Linked DNA regions of Nomascus leucogenys: region 1 is linked to region 2. A link is a contact called in public Hi-C data. All regions are on one chromosome and are shown on one strand. Each heading gives the region's core, a stretch centred on a gene start, on an enhancer-like site or on the middle of the called end of the contact. The rest is flanking DNA. Distances are from core to core; before and after follow the strand shown.

What was found. A called contact is a pair of places that touch in the nucleus more often than the background predicts.
Region 1: a contact with region 2 is called in a Hi-C map of a lymphoblastoid cell line, with 13 times the contacts expected there. The contact joins two enhancer-like sites. A contact is called at or near these places in 3 of 4 Hi-C or Micro-C datasets (a lymphoblastoid cell line and an unstated tissue).

Annotation. Positions count from the first base shown.
Region 1 is chr22a:40,908,968-40,915,358 of Asia_NLE_v1, forward strand. The region is part of intron 2 of LOC115832517 (a long non-coding RNA gene); the gene reads left to right. It also overlaps LOC101176513, LOC101179412, LOC115832515, LOC101179644, LOC101175986 and LOC101179288, and 2 more genes. Among named protein-coding and RNA genes, the nearest start is that of DAD1, 200 kb to the left of the region's middle. Within about 2 kb of position 1,539, the one cell type or tissue checked has an H3K27ac peak away from gene starts, as active enhancers do. A contact at or near this core is called in a lymphoblastoid cell line, where this site is marked.
Region 2 is chr22a:40,737,282-40,743,510 of Asia_NLE_v1, forward strand. No RefSeq gene overlaps it. Among named protein-coding and RNA genes, the nearest start is that of DAD1, 29 kb to the left of the region's middle. Within about 2 kb of position 1,745, the one cell type or tissue checked has an H3K27ac peak away from gene starts, as active enhancers do. A contact at or near this core is called in a lymphoblastoid cell line, where this site is marked.

The sequences.
Region 1 (6,391 bases), core at 289-2,788, 170 kb after region 2:
AGGATGAGGACAATACACTCTGGGGACCTAGGTTTGAACTGAACTGTAGGGAGAGATTTGTTAGAAATTTTAATAATAGGGATAACTTATAAAAGCAGGATTTCCTTTTTTCTTTCTTTTCCCTTTGGCAGAGCTGCTCCTTGAAGATTGCTGACAGCATTGAATTTCTGTAGGTAAAGACCCTAGATGAACTTTGAGCACTCTTCTTTTGTTGAGAAAACTAAAGTAAGGTTGAGAATGAGGTTATTCTCATTTCAAATAAATACTCACTCATTGTATTGGAGATTATGAAGTCATCATAAAACTAAAAACAGGTGTTGTGCATCAAAATAGTAAGTGTTCTGTTAGAAAAATTAAGTGGTGTCTGTTTAGTTAGAATGAGGGGCATATTTTTCCCAAGTGTGAATTTAGTTAGGGCTGTTGATGTCACACACATAGTATTAGAAGATCTAATAAGACAGTTGAGCACCAGGTTTGCTTTGTCGGGATCATGAAGGTTGGGCCCCATCTGAGAAGGTGGAGGGGCAGGTAGAGCGCTTCCCTGGAGGAAATGTTTTTTCTCACTGTCAATCATCCCAGGGCAGGAAAAGAACTAGTCTTGGACTGAGAACAAAAGATCTCCTCTGCTGTCTGCACTTGGAGATATGGAGATGCCTGCAGATTTCTACTGGGCGCCTTGAGCTGGTCTTTGCTATGCGTAAGCCTGCTTGGAGGTAGAAAGAGTCTCAAGTTGGGTTTTGGGTCTCAAAATGTGCTCTTCTTTCTTCCTCAAACATTTAGCAGTGCTTTGAATGATTAAGAGAGTAGACCGTGTCCACCTAACATGGGATCCATTGTGGTGAAGGTAGAGGGGAGAGCAGCCTGGAGAAAAGTCTCACAAGATGATGAAAAACAGCCTGAAGAAGAGCTCTGGCTCCATGGAACTGTCAAGCCCATGGGGACCCACTGTGGCATATGAAATTCCCACAAATCACTTGGGGACATCATGGATGCTCAATATTCCACATGATGAGCCTGCAGGTTCTTGTAAATTGAATATTAATGAAATAGTGTCTGTATTTTGTAATCCACAGGCTGGTGAGGTCTGAGGACACATGGATGACATAATGAAGGACTTCCTAAAAATAAGATACCTGAAACTCTTGAAGTGGTGTTTGAAATAACATTTGTACAATGACAACCATGATTTAATTAACCACCTGACCATCCTTAGCTGTCTTTAAGACTAAGAATGCTCAGCAACTGATTAATGATTTAAACTTTAGGTGTCATAAGAGCTAGAAAACAACAACAAATCTGAAAATGGCCAGTTCCATTTTATACATATGTATCCATACATGCATTCATCCATTTATTTATCCAGCAAGTATTTGTTGCCAAACACTCTGCCTGCTACAGGAATGCAGACCTTACTAAGACGTTACCCTCCAGGGCCTTACATCTGAGTGAGTGAAGACAGGTAGGAATCTGCATCCCCTAGTCAGAGAGACAGATTGTTTCTGGTTAATGACACAGTTAGGCAAGCACCCCGCTCAGTTTCTTTCCCAGGGGACTGTGTCACCCATGAAGCCCGATGTGCTTTTCCGTGAGCTACCTTTTATTCCTATGATCCTGTGTGGGGGAGCTGCTGTAATAGACCTAGCTGCTCTGCTAGCCTATGGGCACTCCACTGGTCCTTGGTTTTGGCTTCCAACCAGAGGCTGCATCCTGAAATGACAGGCAAGGTTGAGACAAAGATGGAGCAGAGCACCTAGAGTGCTTTGGCCGGTCCAGCATTGCCCTCCAGTGTTCAAATGCAGGAAAGTGGGGAACGATGAATTCTTAGCATGAAGTCCTGAGATGGCTGTCTGTGGATTAATGAGGGGGTTCCTGGATGGCTCCCCCAGATGAGGGGTGGGAAAATGGAAATTGAGAGCCAGAGTTGAGAAATAAAAGTGAGGATTAAGATTCATTAATGACGGGGCACCTTGAGAGATAGGCGTAGAGAGAAATAGAAACAAAGACCCTGTCAGTTTCCTAACTTGGATTTTGTCAGGAGAAATAGCAATTGTCCAGCAAGATGACCAGGCTCCCCTGGGGATTAGAAAGCACGGTGGTGGCAGTGGAGGACTGGTTACCTAGAGCTGTATATCCAGTCTTCTCAGTTCACGCTTTTCAAGGTTCTAGGGAGACTTTGATCTAGAATTATTACCTCCAGGTTCAGGGGCAGTCCAGGAAAGAGCACACATCACCTGAAATAAAATTGGGGGGAAACATCTGTGCATAACAAACTTTTTTCATTAGATTTGCAAAGAGGTCTAGGTCATAAGAAGGTAAGTCTGCATTTTTCCTGGGACTTAAATGGTTTCAGTCTCCTGTCTTACATCTAGGTAGTTCATTAACTCAGCCTTGGAGGGAGGTTTTTCTTAACCTCAGGGAGTTCCCCCAATTGGGTCAATGTCACTGGAAGATGTCCAGCACAGCAGGACGCTGTCTTGTCTCCCAGATCATGGATCTATATGAGTCAAGGCTGAAGTAGCTTTGGCAGCCAATCTGCTCTTGGCAAAATCTGCAACTAGTACAATGTCTGCGTCTTTCGTTTTGTTTCACCTTTGCACACCTAGATCACCACTTATCTTATGGTGTCATGGAAGCAATGGCGCTTCAGCCCCACCCCAAATCTTCCCCTGCTGTATTTCTTCTAGTCGACCTATGACTTGACTTCCTGAACCTTCATCAAGCTTGAAATCCTCTCTGTTCCTGCCCCTGTTGCTCTCCTACCTTGTTCCTCTGAAAAGGTAGAGAAATGAGTCACAGAAACTTCCTGACCATGTTAAAAAACAAATAAAATACCCGATGACTAGTTCAGGAGCTGGGTAACTACGGCATAATGTATAAAAGATTGAATTGCTCACATAATTGTCTGTAAAGTTCAAGCAGCTTAGGCCTTTCTGTAGAAGACCTCAGTCTTTACCCTATGCACAATTCAAACTGTGGTTCAAGTGCAGGAGGACCGAGAGTAGGACACTGAGGATACCTTAGTGACAGGGCTCTTGGAAGACACCACAGTTATAGTAACTCTGTGCATGTGTGTATGTAGCACTGTGTGCATGTGTGTGCAGTAAAAACGAAGCTTTGGGAAGTTCATAACTGTGTCTTTCCTGCACTACCTCATAACCCCAGTGCCTCCAACAGAGTGAGCACTTGCTAATAAGCATATTGCCCCATAGTACAGTGGTTAAGAGATGATGCTTTGGAATCCAACCATCTAGAATTTTAGCTCTTCTACCGTAGTTGTTCAATCTTAAGAAAGTTTCTTAGCCTTTCTGACCTTAGGTTCCTCATCCATAAAACAGGGATAACAATAGCTGCCCTCACTCCCACACCCAGAACGTCGATGAGGATTAGAGATGATGCATGTGAAGCCCTAGGCATTGTGCCTGACACGTGGTCACTGCTCAGTAAAGAGTAGCTGTTTATGTTATTTCCATGTGTGGGTATGTGCAGATCTCTGTGAGTGTTTGAGAGCTTTTCATTTCAGAAAATGAAATGTGCAGGCATGGAGTGGAACTGATTCTCTCCTACCTGTCCTTTGCCACTCCCTTCTATAACCATGAAGACTTTGCTCAAGTTTCCAGGGACCAATGTGCTCTTGAACCCTGTCTGGAAGGGGAACACCTCTTGCATATAAATAAGCTTTCTGTTGAAATGGGCATACAGGGACAGTGGCTGACCCTCCCCTTCTGCTGTGTGCCCTGATGCTCATTTGACCGTCAGCACCGCTGTCTTCTGCTGTGGACGATTGTGATCAACCCAGTCTTGGGAGCTGCCAATACAACAGAGAATTAGAGCCTTTCAATTATTCAATTATCATTGAGAGCCTATTAGGAGGACAAGGTACCATGTGGCTACTCGAAAGGCTGAGTCTGGAAATGGCCATGACAGAGGAAAATCCTTTCACTTGGCTGACGGAGGCCAGGTCTATAGCTTTAAGGCAATTGGCACAGATGCTGAGCGAGGGGGGTGCATTCATTTTGTGCTCAATAGAACAACTTTTATTCAGGGATGTGAATTGTTATCTCCTCGGGAAAGGTGAAGGTACAGAAACAGGTTGTAATTTCTTGGAGAATCTAATTCCCTTGTAGCTGGAGACAGAAAGACGGTGAGAGGGAGGGAGAGATAGATGAAAGGAAGCTCCGTTATCCTAGGAAGTCCTAGGTAATTACTCAGCCTGAATTTCTCCTGGAGTTTCAGGATGGTACCAGATGTGTCCAGGCCCTCTGTGCACCACCCCACAGAGCTAGCAACCAGGGTCCGTCTCCTCCTCCTGTGGCTGTTCTTCATGCCTGGGAACACATCAAAGGAGGTTTGATATTCATAACTGCTGTGAGTCATTTTCACATGGAGCTGCGGGGAGCTGCCTGTACTGCTGCATGCTGTATTCAGCCCTTTGTGAGAGCAGCTGAGCTGAACCAATCCCCTATTATGGGTGAGAGTAGATTCCTCCTGGGAGACCTGGATTGGGTCCACACCCCTGTGCAGAATAAAATAGGTCTTCTTATTGAGAAGTAGTTATTAAAACATCCCTCAGTCTTGGCTATGCACCTACACTGCCCACAGGGACGGCTCTGCATGGTCCTTCCACAAGAGTGTGGCCACCCCCAGGCCCTGCTGTTAGTGCCAATAACATCTGAAGCCTCCCTGTTTGCCTCACTCCGAGGACAAAGGACATCAACAAGACTCCAACCACCACCCCGTTGCTTCTCAATTGGAGAAGGAAATTCTACTTGCTCCCGTTGAGTTTGGCTGTTGCTGGAAAAAGTGTCCCATACGACTCTCTTTGAGGGCTGGCAGAGGACTGGGAAATTAGCCACAAGACTGTGAGCTGGAATGGGCCTTAGTCATCATCTGGTTCTAGTCCCTCAAATTACAGATGATAAGTGAGGCACAGAGAGGTTAAGCGAGTTGTCTAAAGTCACACAGACAAGTGAGGATTTCTAGCACAGGAAGTAATTTTCTAAGAGGGGGAGAGAAATCCTGGTAGGGTGAATCTTGCTACTACATTTTCACTGGAGGATGCTTCAGAGGGTCGAATCTATGGGAAAGCAATGGGGACCAGGAGAGCTGCAGCTGATCTCAGTTTTACACCTCAGTTTCTCTGTATGAAAAATGGCTGTATTATTTATCTTCATTTCAGGACTGTTAAGGGGTTTCAAGAGTGACTCTGAGAAGTCCTGGGAGTTCTGGGCTTTCAGGTTAATAAGATAACAGTTTCTTGTTGGGCCTGAGACGGGGACTGGTTGCCTGGACTGAATAATCTGTTCTCTGTTCCTCAGCTACCATGAAGGTCTTAGGAAGCCCCTGGGTTTGGGAGTATGGAAGAATTAAATAAAGGAATAGTCAGACTGAGTGGTGGGGTTGGAGAAAAGTGTGAGGAGTGGGGAAGTGGGGAGAATATAGTCATAAAGTAGGGCAATCCCTGCCTGCTCTGGACCTGGGAACACTTCCAGGAAAAAGTGTCTTCCGAGTGAGGCTGTTCCCCGCAGTCGGCAGGACTGGACTCCCTCCTTTTGTTTGGGGCAGCATGGAAACCGCGTTTCCCTATCTATGTGCGTCTGAATGCACTCTAGTTATGCTGTATCTTTTCAATTTTGCTGGAGAAGCAAGTGTGGTTTGCTCTTTAAAATTCCCAGAGCTCCCTTTCCCATTTGGGGTTTGTGGTGAAAGGTCAGACCACGGAATTGTCTCGTGGTAATGGGGCTTCTGAATAAATGAGCCCCCGAGGGCTGCCAGGGGGACCAGAGAGCAGCAGATGCCTGCTGGGACTAAGCCTGGCAGCAGAAGCCACACAGTGTCCCCCCGGTCACGGAAAAGTGGCCCCAGTGGGCTGCTCCTCAATTTCTGGCAATGCGCCCCGTCCCCTGGCATGGTGAAGTCCCACGAGCCCAGAGGCCCACGTCCCGACGTCAGTCTTCTCAACTGCTTTCTTCTGTTATTACCTTGTCAACAACAGTATCAGGAGACCTAAAGGATTACTCTGCATGATGATGCAGTGAATGACTGGTTAGGTGCCTCGTGTTTAATAACCAGAGAAATATTGCTGTGCGGCATCTCTCCATATGCTGTGGCATCTGTGTCTGGCATGTAAGGGACTAATTTTCTTCACATATCTCATTAAAGATGTAAAGCAAAATGGAGGGGCTTCCAGCCTAACTCTGCCCAGCCCTTCTGCAACTCACATTTCTTACCATCTGCTGCCATCTAGTGGCCACTTGTCTCTTTTCTGCATTTGTTGATTTCATAACGGGGCTGAAGTTTTGGCCCTTGTGAAACAGGAGTAAGACAGTTACATAAAAACCGTAATCCTGGATCTCCTCAGATTCCTCTTGGCAGCTGAGGGTTGATTCTCGTC
Region 2 (6,229 bases), core at 495-2,994:
CCCGAGTAGCTGGGATTATAGGCGCACACCAACATGCCCGGCTAATTTTTGTATTTTTAGTAGAGAAAGGGTTTCTCCATGTTGGTCAGGCTGGTCTCAAACTCCTGACCTCAGGTGATCCGCCCACCTCAGCCTCCCAAAGTGCTGGGATTATAGGCGTGAGCCACCGTGTCTGGCCTAATCTGTTTTAAAACTTATATACAGATGTCACAGACCTTATCAGGAGGCTTCTGGATAATTTTTATTCTAGAGAAATTGGAATTTTGAATAAGAAAAGCATCTGGACTTTGAGACACGGGTTGAAAACTGGGAATAAGAGTAATTTTATGAAGGAAGACATTGTAATTGCAGAGTCTTTAATACATAGGTTTTGTTTAATTTTTCATAATGATCTTGAGATACATGGGACAGGTATTAAATTCCCATTTACTAGATCAGCTATTGTCTCAGAGGTTGTGATTTACCCAAGCCAGTTACCATCAACAGGAAACATTCTTCTTTGGTGTGTCTTTTTAATATTTGCTTTGGGGCTAAAACCTACAGACTGCTTTCGGAGTCTTGGGATTAGATTTAGTTAAAGGCTCATTATAGGTAACTTGTTTTTATGCTTCTGTTGATTTGCTTTATGGTTCTCAATTTGACATGTACTGAAGAATTAGCTGTGGACCTGTGAGTAGCCGCTGCACTCCAGCCTGGGCAACAGTGTGAGACCCTGTTCTTAAAAGAGGCCAGGCATGGTGGTTCATGCCTGTAATCCCAGCACCTTGGGAGGCCGAGGTGGGCGGATCACCTGAGGTCAGGAGACCAGCCTGACCAATATGATGAAACCCCGTCTCTACTAAAAATACAAAAATAGGCCAGGCGTGGTGGCATGAGCCTGTAATCTCAGCTACTCAGGAGTCTGAGACAGGAGAATCGCTTGAACCCAGTAGGCGGAGGTTGCAGTGAGCCGAGATTGTGCCATTGCACTCCAGCCTGGGCAACGGAAGCGAAACTTCGTCACACACACACACACACACAAAAGACAACGCTGAAAAAGTGCCAGGCGAGCGGTGGCTTACACCTGTAATCCCAGAAATTTGGGAGGCCAAGGTGGAAGAATGGCTTGAACCCAGGAGTTCAAGACCAGCCTGGGCAACACAGTGAGTCCCTGTCTCTACAAAAATTAAAAAAATTAGCTGGGCGTGGCAGTGCACCTCTGTAGTCCCGGCTACTCGGGAGGCTGAGTTTGGAGAGTCACTTGAGCCCTGGAGGTAGAGACTGCATGATCGCACCACTGCACTTCAGCCTGGGCAACAGAACGAGACCCTGTCTTGAACTTAAAGACACACGCCGAAGCCCCATTGCGTTTCTGATTCTTAGGTGTTTTTTCAGCTTAAGTATGTTGAAGGAGTTGATTTTGAGTACTACTGCATGGAGAGTGAGGTAGACCCTAGCATTTCCTGCTTCCCCTTGCTCAACACCTCTATGGGGTGGTTTATTTTTATTTTCTGTGCTCTTTTATGGGGCCGGAAGCCATTCACCACAAACACTGTGGAAAGTCTATTCCCTGCCATTCTTTGCAGTGGTGGGAAGCCCAGCCCTGAGCACCTCCTGCCCACACATTTCCTGGCCCCTATCACATGGAAACCATCTCTCTTGTTTTCTTCTCTGAGCAGCCTATACCTTCGGCCTCTTGTGATCACATTCTTTCATCTTGGGCTTCAAAACACTTTTGTTGTGATGGCTAGAAAATACTTGGGGAGGTCACAGAGGCGTGCTCCCTGGTGTTGGAGGTTATAGAGGCCAGGGAGCTTGTTTACAAACTTAGCGGGAGACTCTGCTGCTCTCCTATCTTGTTGGGTTGCAGCTCAGCTCTGGGCGTCTATAATAAAAGTTTGAGTGTGAAATGACTTAATAACTACAGTTAATGTAAAAGTTTTTTAACAAATATAAAAATTGGATTTCTCCTGTGGGAGAAAACACTTTCTAGAGCAAGGATCTTAGAGGAGAGAGTAGGAAAAAAGTGGGAGGAAGCTTATGAAGGACTAAACAAAATATTTTATTTGCTTACATTGATTTTATAGGTAGGTCCAAGTTCTGTCAATGGGATTTTAAAAAAGTATTTTCAAACCACCAGAGAGGCAGCCTGGTGTTGCGGAAAACACTTTGATCTGAAAGTGTTGATTCAAGGACTTGTTCTGCCGCTTACTGTCTGTTGACCTTTTGTCTCTAAAATTTAGCAAATAATTACACACTTAGGCTCTGTGCTAGGTAGTGCCTGGCATTAGGAAAGAGAAGACACAGCCCTTCCTGTCCAGGAGTGAGTGAGCGTGGACCACATGTCCGGCAAACTGTTAAGCGCCCTCCTGTTACTTAATGTTTCCCTATCATTGCGTGAAGGAGGTGGGCGGCATTCTTACTTTCCTGATGAGGAAATGGAGACTCAGTTAGCAAGTGTTAGGTTTGAATCTTATTTCTGTCTAGCTGAAAGCGGTTAGGCTTTGAATGAGATAAATCATAAAATAAGCATGGGGATAATAATACTTCATACTGTGGTTATCCCAACAAAACGTAGGTGAAAATATCTGAATGTAATTGCTCTACAAATGTATCATTCCTTTCAGTGCTCACCAGAAGCTCTGAGGATTCCATGACGTACTGCTTTTCTCCCTCAGCTGCACATCCATTTCACTGACTTTTAGCTAAAGCACTGTGGTGGCCAATGGCAGGCCTGGCTCTTCCTGGGAGAAGGGGAGAGACCTCCCTAGGAGCCCCCTTTGAGACCTGCTATTCAGGCCTATTAAATCCCAGGGATAAACAACTTTGTTTTTCACTTTTAATTGAAATTTCCCCTCATGCGTGCGTATACACGCACGTGAAGAAGCTAGCAAGCTCCCATATGTCTTAACAGCTTCAGTGATTATCAACATTTAACCCCAATCTAGTGTCAGGGTATAAATAAGAGACATCTGATGGCAGAGCTCATTCTTTCGTTATTACTCCTTCCTTTAAATTTTTGCTTACTATGAGTTAAGTGCTACAGAAGTGATCAGAACGGACAAGGCACCTCGCTTTCTGAGCCTTAAATTCCAGTAGGGAAGAGAGCCAAATTATTACATAAATGAAATAATTTTGTCGTGAGTGGAGTGAAGGAAAGAAAGTAAACAATATAATGTGACAGCAAATGCTTAGAGTGGCTAGGAAGGACCTCTCTGACCAGGTGACCTTTAGGCTGAGATCTGACAGCTAAGAGTCAGCGAAGGGACCAGCCATGGGGAGTGTGTCTGGATATTAGTTATCCCCATTGGCATATGCTTGTGTAGTGGATAAGTATTGCTTCGAGACCACAAACATCACTTTTTTTTTTTTGATGGAGTCTTGCTCTGTCGCCCAGGCTGGAGTGCAATGGCACGATCTCGACTCACTGCAATCTCCGCTTCCTGGGTTCAAGCAATTCTCCTGCCTCAGCCTCCCTAGTAGCTGGGATTACAGGCGCACACCACCACGCCCAGCTAATTTTTTGTATTTTTAGTAGAGATGGGGTTTCACCATGTTCGCCAGGCTTGTCTTGAACTCCTGACCTCAAGTGATCTGCCTGCCTTGGCTTCCCAAAGTGCTGGGATTACAGGCGTGAGCCACCGTGCCCAACGACATCAAATATTTATTGAGGGAGTGCCTCCTAAAGGTACAGAGCTCTGCCTTGCCATTCTGATCTCATCCTGATGGGGGATCAAATCCAGGCAGGCAGAGTCAGGAAGAGGGAAGGGCCACAGAGGCAGGAAACAAGACATTTAGTCTTAGAGGGCCTCGGAATGCCAGTCAATTCATGCTCCTTCCTCTGATGGCTGAATCTGGAACCACCTGGTATTTCTGAGTCCACAGAGCTTTGTGGAAAGCCTCGGATCCGAGTCTGGTGGGGATCAGGGCCTAGTTCACTGTGATCCTGTGCAAGCCGCTCCATGTGCCTTCTCATTTGTAAAAGGGGAGAGAATACTCTGCCTACCACCTGGGTTTATCATTTTGATCAAAAGAGTTGATGTTTGCTTTGGTGTTGTACAGATGTAGGATATTGTTAATAAGGAGTCCAGATAAGGATGTCGTTCCACCCATGTCCCTTGGTAAATCACTGGAATAACTTGGGTCGGCGAGGATAAGGTGGACACCTTAGAGGTTGGTAAAAATAGAATCTTGCAGCCTCCACTGGAAAGAAGTCCCTTTTAAGGTTTACCTACTTTCCTCCCATCAAGGCTGGAAGCATGAAATGGAGACCAGGTGCTCCCCATCACGTAAACCATATTCCTTCATCTACCTAGACTGTCTTAGGTCCTGCCAGCCTTGTCTTCTTACGCTTATATGATCTTCCTCTAATATTTTCCTCTTTTGTTGTTGTTGCTAAATTTCATGTGGGTGGTTCGGGGAAAGGGTAGACTTGCACTCCTCCCCACTACTCAGTGGGATTTTAGGAAGGCTTTGAAAACGGGAAGGATCCTCCCCTCCGATCCTATCACCTTTGGAATGGGAACATGCCCCCATTTCCAGAGCGAACAGACACTGGACTCCTGTCTTCTCAAAGGTGGCGAAACCCTCCTGGAGTGATGTGGGGTGTTGTGGCCTGCGAGGAGATGGCTGCCTGCAGAAACCGCCCGCTGGAGAGGGCTGCAGAAGTCTGGCTCCCTGCTTTCGGATGTGTCCTGCCAGGGGCTCCAGGGGGTCCTTCTGAAAGCAGAGAAGCCCCCAGAGGTTGAGAGGGGAGATAAGACATGAGCCTTTTCAGCTGTGATGTGGTGAGGAGAGTCAGGGAGGCCATGAGCACTGTGGGGCCAGAAGTGTTGGCTTCTGTCAGAAACTCGGCCCAGCCTGACCACTGCCTCCTGGCCCTGTCATTTCCCCTCCATCGCGTGCTTCCTTCCGGAAGCCGGAAGCAGGAGGCGGGAAGCTGCAGAGGTAGTGACAAAATCATGGTGTAAAAAGAAGCTCCTAGGGCCGAAGAAATGACTGGAGAGGTGGCCACACACTATGAGAAACACCAGCGCACCAGCAGGGCCTGGGGAGTTCTGAGCGATCCTGGGCTGCATGAAACTGCAGCCAGCCCACTTTTTTCTCAGTATGGCAGTGCCATCTGACCTGGCCCGACCCATCTTGCTCAGGTCATGGTTCGTCTTTCTGGGCATTCTGATGCATTCCCACTTCATATCTGCATTGGGATTTCCGTTTACTAAGCATTCCACACCCATTATTGTTTTCAGTCCCTTCAACAACACTGAGAATAGGTGGGCAGGTGTTTTTATCTCTATGTGAATAATAACACATGGGGACTCAGAAAAATTAAAGGCCCCAGGAGAGAAGGCTAGTGAGGGGCAGTGACGCTTAGGGACAAACAACTGGTTCTCCTGCCTCCTGCCTGAGGACTCCTGCCTGAGGATAATATCATAACAAAAGCCTCTGTCTTGCAGTTGCAGCCATTAACACATCTCTTTCATACCCACTACTCACTGGACTGTTAACTCCTTGAAGACAGAAACTCTGTGTGTGTGTGTGTGTGTGTGTGTATTTAATGGGAGCAGTACTTTCTTGAGGCATAATTTACATGAAAATACACTAATGATGCACTTGATATATATATATATACACATATATACATATACATATATACATATATACACACATATATATACACATATATACATATACATATATACACACATATATACATATACATATATATACACATACATATATATACACATACATATATATACACACATACATATATATATATACACACACACATGTATATATATATACACACACACCCATGTAGCCATCACCCAAGATAAAGATATGGAACATTTCCCCCACCCCTGAAGGTTTCCTCGTGCCCCTTTTCAATCCATCCTTTTACCCCAGAGGCAAACAGTGCCCTAATTTCTATCACCTGTGATGCGTTTAGCTTGTTCTTGGACTTCATCTATATGGTGTCATAGTTTGCACAGACTGAATCCCCAGAGCACGACACAGCCTGGCACATGGCAGGTATACAATGCCAAAGAAAGCCTGGTTCTTAAACTACCTATGAGAGAGAGTTGGTCCCACTGGGAAACTGAGGCGGTGGGTGGTTAGTGACCTGCCAAAGGCAGAGTCTATGAAGTGGTGGATCCCGGACGCCAGCCACCCTAATTCGGAATCCAAGGTTTCCTCCGGGCCCCCAGCCCTCCCTGGGCACTTCCTCCGGGGCTCCGGATGGAGC